Linked DNA regions of Rattus norvegicus: region 2 is linked to region 1. A link is a contact called in public Hi-C data. All regions are on one chromosome and are shown on one strand. The core of a region is the stretch at or near the end of the contact, and the rest is flanking DNA. Distances in the headings are between cores, read along the strand shown.

Evidence for each region. A called contact is a pair of places that touch in the nucleus more often than the background predicts.
Region 2: a contact with region 1 is called in a Hi-C map of liver, with 2.6 times the contacts expected there. The contact joins the promoter of Plcb4 here to the enhancer-like site in region 1. A contact is called at or near these places in 3 of 12 Hi-C or Micro-C datasets (frontal cortex, liver and mammary epithelial cells).

What each region holds. Positions count from the first base shown.
Region 1 is chr3:143,311,996-143,315,332 of GRCr8, forward strand. LOC120101678 (a long non-coding RNA gene) reads left to right here. Exons shown (of 3, transcript XR_010065397.1): 2 at 18-147; 3 at 1,557-3,337. Among named protein-coding and RNA genes, the nearest start is that of Plcb4, 92 kb to the right of the region's middle. Within about 2 kb of position 1,341, at least 10 of the 93 cell types and tissues checked have an H3K27ac peak or open chromatin away from gene starts, as enhancers often do.
Region 2 is chr3:143,404,708-143,407,708 of GRCr8, forward strand. Plcb4 (phospholipase C, beta 4) reads left to right here and starts at 1,266. Exons shown (of 38, transcript NM_024353.2): 1 at 1,266-1,383.

The sequences.
Region 1 (3,337 bases), core at 91-2,590:
TTGGTATTTCTTCCTAGATCTCATTGTGAGAGAAGGAAAAGGCTGAAGACGAGTGCCAGCCAGAGGGGTATCCTTTGAAGGATATTTTGAACAATTCTGAAGAAGCAGCAGAACACATTTTCTGGAGAAACTGGAGCTATGATTGTGGTGGGTAAATGATTGACAGGATAATGCCTTACTGCTTAGCTGTGCATAACTCTGTCCCTCACTCAAATTTTCTGTGGGAATGAGAGAGAGAGAGAGAGAGAGAGAGAGAGAGAGAGACAGAGACAGAGACAGAGACAGAGAGACAGAGACAGAGAGAGAGACAGAGAGACAGAGAGAGAGACAGAGAGAGAGACAGAGAGACAGAGAGACAGAGAGAACACATGACTGCTTCTGGGTATAGAAGGAGCAATTTTATTGTATATATGAGAGACAACATAGTCAGAGGCATCTGGAAGGGTCTTGACTGAAATGGGCTGGAGGCAGGGGGACAAAAAGCAAGAGAGGAAAAGAAGACAGAGAGGAGAGGAGGCCTAAGAGAGGAGCCACAGATCAGGTGGCCCAGAGGCCAACATCAAAAAAAGTATCTTGTGTCCAAAATGGCTGAGATTATATAGAGAGCAGAGTAACTGTGGGAAGAACAACCCAGGCCCTGGAGAGAGTAGGGTAGGGGCTGGGTATGTCAGTCAGGATGACTCTAACAAGTACTGGGCTATGCTGAGAGAACCTTTCAGCAAGCTTCCACTTGGATATGTTAGACAAGTACCTCAGTGAGCCATTTTCCTGAGTCTGAAACCTCACAGGGACCTCAGAAGACAAACCTTCAGGAGTCATGTGATGGCTTTATCCTGCATCCCAGTGCGGCCACACTGGCTAAATTTCCTTTTTCTGAGTTTTTCACTATTATTGTTTGTTTAATTATCTTATTGGGGACAAATGGGCAAATCTGGCATATTAGGGCTATTGGGGTTCAGGCTCTGCCCCTAATAACTCTAGTAACAAGGCCGGTAGGCTTGGAGTACAGGGAATAAAATGAAGAATATCAGATAAAACTGAAGAGGTAAAAGGACCACATCTAAGCCACTCCAAGGCCGCAAGGACACTGGAGTGGCCGGCAGAGAAAGCCATTCATTGTGTTCTTTTGTCTCAGGTCCAGGTCAAGCAAGGCCAACGGGAAAGCTGCTGTAAGAAAACAGTTTAATCCTAAACATTTGATAAGGAAATGGGAGCAGGGAGCAGGGCAGAGAGGTTCCTGTGCTTGGGGGATGGGAAGGAGTGAAGTAGGAAGGAGATTCCCCAAGGCTGGGCAGGAAATGGAAGCCTGCAGTCTCCCATGCTGAGAGCCAAGGCCAGCCTTTGTCTCCTGCAGGAGGGGCAGGACTTCCAGGAGACAGCTGCAAGAACCCCTGGGAGGCTTTCTCTAAACACTGTGGCCTTGGCCTTGGCAATGATCCCTTGTCAAGGAATTGTAGGGAACCCAGCAATCTCTGTTTCCAATCACTGTGCACACTCAGACAAAGTGTTGACCTTGGAAAGAACAAGGGGAGGACTCAAAAGATTCCCTTCCTTAGGTCTCCTCTGCTCTCCCCTGAGATCTTAGAAGATTCACAGCCATCAGAGAAATGTCCAGAAACTCAATGCTGCTCACACTCCAGTCATCTGAAGTATATCCGCCGAGTCTCAAAAATATTATAGCAAGTAAAAGAAACCAGACGCATCCATGAAGTTCACAGACAGGTAGAGCTAATCTCTGATACAAATCAGCACAGCGGGCTTCTCTGAGGGCTGGAGTGGACAGTTAAGTGGTTGCTAAGTGGGCACGGGAGCCTGACTGGAGGAAAGGAATGCTAAGACTCCAACACAGGCCAGCTGTCTGCTGAAGCTATTCACATGATGCCGCCATGGAACATCAATTCAGGTTCTTCTGGATCCCGTGGTTAAAAAGAGAATGGCTGTGATGAAGGAAATGGAGAAAGAAGAAATTAAAGGTCAGGTTAGCCCAGGCTAGACTGCCGAGTAACACCCATATCATGTTTCCTGTCTGAAACATGATCCATGAAAAGAGGATCTAGATTGTGACAAGTCCAAGTGAAGCACAGAGTGTTCCAAGAGGCTGACAGTAAGCCAGGCGGCAACATGTCTGAAGGCTGAATTCTAATGCAGACAGGGTCAGCCTGCCTGAGCAAAAGGAGCTCTGAGTTGAGGAGAAGCCAAGGAGGCAGGTGGACTGGAAGAACGAACCCCTCTGACCCATCAGCCGCCTCAACTTAACTCTTCCTTTCACTTTAAAATTCACAATGAGCCACCAAATGCTGGCGCAACCTCTGTAGAAAGCACTTGTCATGGTGAAACCTGGGGACACTTACTAAGAAACATGGACTTTTCTTGGCCACACCAAGCCAACTGGTTAATTGGGTAGATTCCTGCTGACTGTGTGTGTAGGCTACTGAGGCTCCTCTCATCACTGTTCCAACCGAGGGAGCAGGAAACCCTTTCAGACACACTGTTCTCTTCAGGAAATAAGGGACAAAGGTGCTTCCCTGAGGACACTTGGAAAGTGATATTTCCTCATGCCAGAGGACATGGTGAGGTGATTTTTTTTTCCAAAACACTGGGTTAAAGTAATCTGGTGAACTCTTCATTCTTTTGTACCTCTCTGTCTCTATCTCTCTGTCTCTCTAACTCTCAGTCTCTGTCTCTATCTCTTTGCCTGTGTCCCCCCAACCCCACCCCATCCCCCAGCTCTGTTTCTCAGACAAGGTATCATGGATCCCAGACTGGAGTCAAATTCACTATGTAGCCAAGAATGTCCTTCAAACTTCATCCTGTCTCTACTTCTGGGCCTGTGTTTGCTATCCTGGTCAGTTCATATGGTACTGGGGTGGAACTAGAACTTTGTGCATGCTGGGCATCTTTATCTCTTGGCCAGTCTCTTAGCCTAGGCTGTCCCTCTTGGTCAGTGCCTCCTTTCTTGCTCCCCCTCTTTCCTCACATGGACCAGCTCAGTCAGGTCCTGGTCACTTTGGTCACTCCCAGATGCCTCTGACTATACTCTTCCTAGTATCTATATTAAACTTCCTCCACAATACATCCTTAGGGGTTGCCATGTCTTCCTTCTGACTTCTTTTCTTTCCTTCATTCAGGAACAACTTGACAGTTCAATCATACCAATAATTTGCTCTCAGAAAAAGAACTTTAGGACCTCTGAATGTCTTCACACAAATCAAAAACTTCCCAAGAATTTTGTCATCTCTTGTTAGTAGTCAGCACCGCAGAGGATGTGGAATGGACAGTACTGTTTTTAAGGCTGTCTCTCATACATGTTAGACATGGTGGTCAGACATACAACGAG
Region 2 (3,001 bases), core at 16-2,515, 93 kb after region 1:
CATAGTTTAGGCTGCTCTGTAAACCAACTGGCATTATAGGCATTTACCATCACACTAGTTGATGAACTTTTGGTGGTTATTTTCTTTCTATCTCTGCTGGTAACCGCCAGAATGAACTAAGGGATCAACTGTTTTGCATTTTCAACTGCTTGTGCCCACAGGGCCTGGATTGTCCCTTTGTGCCCACACCTCTGCCCTCTTCCTCTCCATTTTTTTAAGCTAACCTCCAAACTGAGCCCTTTCCTCTTGACCCGCCAGACCAGCTCGGGCAGCTGAGCATGCCCAGTTCCGCAGCGAGCATGGGCCCCAGTCCCCAGTGCGCAGGTGCCACGTCTCCGGGTTTTGGTGGCCGCCGCCAAGCAGGAGAGGGAGGAAACCGAGTGGCCTCTGTAGGAGGAAGCCCTCGGGGAGTTCCGGAGCGACTCCTGTGTAGGGTCTCCACAAAGGGTGCCGCTGGATGCACACGGCCAGGCGGCCTCAGCAGGACTTAGGGCACCCGGATGTCGGTTCCAGGCACAGGGAGAGCTGGCCACAGCGGTCCCCAGCATCCCTGGGACCGAAGTCTAAGGGTGGAGTTAGGTGCACGTCTTAGGATCACTTGGGGGAAGACTTTGGAAATCACTTTCTGGCTCAGTGTAAGCCTGCTGTAGTACTTCCTCCGGCAGATTGTTTCTCGGGCTGAATGAATAAAATCCCTTTGCTGCAGTGTACAAGCTCTCCGTGTTTGTTCAATGTAACATAGACGAAAGCCCAGTTCCCGCTCCCGGTTCTGGCTGGCTCGCGCCCCCTCCTCCAGGGCCGGGCACCCGCTGAGTCGTGGCCAGCGGCGCGTGGTGTCCCGCTGAGGGCTCAGCTCAGTCCGCACGGGCACGCGCCCATACCCTGCACCGGGAAGGCGGCGGCGACCCCGGGACAGCCAACCCCCACCCCGGCCGGCCCGCGCGGCCCCGGTCCACCCCCAGCCCCGCCGGGCGCCGCACTGGGCATGCTCCGTAGCCCGGGCAGGTTGGGGCTGCGAGGCGACGGCTTGGGCTCCGGAGGCAGCGTCGCGGCCGGGAGCAGGGGCGGCGGGCCCGGGGCCGCACGGGGCCCGGCTCGGCGGGAGCGGCGGGCGGGCGGAGCCCTGGGCAGCGGGCGGACGAGGTGAGCGCGGCGGGGAGGCGCAGGCCGGTGGGGGGCGGAGGCGGCGGAGGGCGGGGCGGCGCCGGAGGGGCTCGGCGGCCGCGGCGGCGGGGAGGGGGTGGCGGCGCGCGAGCGGCTAAGGAGCCGCGCCGCAAACAGGCTCTCACAGGCGCGCACACAGACACGCGCGCGCGCACACAGCGGGGTTCCCGGAGGCGGCGGTGGCCGCATCCCCAGCAGCGACTCGCCTCGAAGTGACAGGTAGGAGAAGGCGCTTTGGGTCCCGCCCGGGGATGCTCCCGCCGCTCCCAGCCCGCCGGGTTACTCGGCTTCCCGCGGGCGCGTCCCGGACGCGCGCGCGCGCCCCCGGATGCCCTGCCGAGGACCCGGTGCAGGTGCGGGGTGCGAGGCGTCCTGCGCGGGAGGCAGGGGACCCCGCCGCCACCCGCCTACCCAACAATCATCTGCTACTGGGTTTCCTCTGCCTACCCGGACGTTCACCCTCTTCTGCGCTAGAAATAGCTCGGCTCGACGTGTATATGATTATTTTGGTTGGAAATAGTTGGCACTGTGCAACGCATGTAAATGTGTGTGCGTGTGCATTTCAGCGTCTTCTGGGGGCAGCTTACAAATGATAGACTGTTTCCAGTTGACACTGACAGGCTAAGCGCTCCTTTAGGGCAGTTTTTTGGCCCCCTAAAAGCATGTAAAAGAACATCGCTTTATTTTCAGAAGTTTAAAGTTGTTTTTTCTTAGTCAATTAGACCCTGTCTATATTGTACGGTTTCTGAGTTTAGACTTTGTAAACTACTGAATCTAAGTGTGAAAACACAGAATTTTCCAATTGAACAACTCCAGAGTTATAGATCCAGCATTTTCTAGAAAGAAAGGCAAATGTCTTATATTTCCACAAATATCCATGCATTTGGGATATGACTTTTTTTTTCTTTTTTTTTTTTCTTTTGGTTCTTTTTTCCGGAGCTGGGGACAGAACCCAGGGCCTTGCGCTTCCTAGGCAGGCGCTCTACCACTGAGCTAAATCCCCAACCCCTGGGATATGACTTTTAAAAACCCCTAACCTCCTATAGTGATTCTTCCTATTTCTCTAAAGCAAGGGGCTTGAGATTTAATTTGGGGCAAAACATTTTTTGGACAGTCGCCATTTTTGAAGTAAAAGTGGGATGCATGGTGGTCTGTAAATCTAAATTGTCCATTTGTGGAGATAGTAATGTTTTGAATAACCGTGGTTGACAATAACGTCCAAGCATAGGCAGGAGTACAGTGCTTTGAAAAAGAATCGAATTTCTCTTTTTAAAGGGAAATCAGAGCATAAAATAAGATGATGGGGAAGAGCAGCCAGTGACTTTACCTGGGCAGACTTCATGGAGCTCAGAAAGTGAATTACTTTTTAGGATAGGAAGAGTGTGTGTGTGTGTGTGTGTGTGTGTGTAAAATTTCAACTTAGTCCTTTGAGTATTTTAAAGACCGATGTCTTTTTAAAGATGTGTTTGAACTGAGAACCTAATGTTTTGAACCCTTCAAACTTCGTTTTCCCAAGTTGCAGATTGATACAGAGGCTCAGAAATTCAGCTCACCAGGACCTTGTGGTGTAATCCCTGACTGTCTGTGTTATGTAATCTAGAATTTTTTCCCCCCACAGAACAGTCTTGCATATTTTTCAACTGGTGTATTGATCTGTTATATCATCTTTTTACGCTGTAGACATTTAATATGTGACTGGTGTCTGTGGGGGAAACCTCTTGTAAGAAAAAAATTACTTTAAAAATAGAATAGCATTTCTGAGCATTTTTATGTTGGTGAAACTTGGTTGGCAGAATGAGTATGTCTTTACATGTAGCAGTGTGCTGCAGAGTGCTGG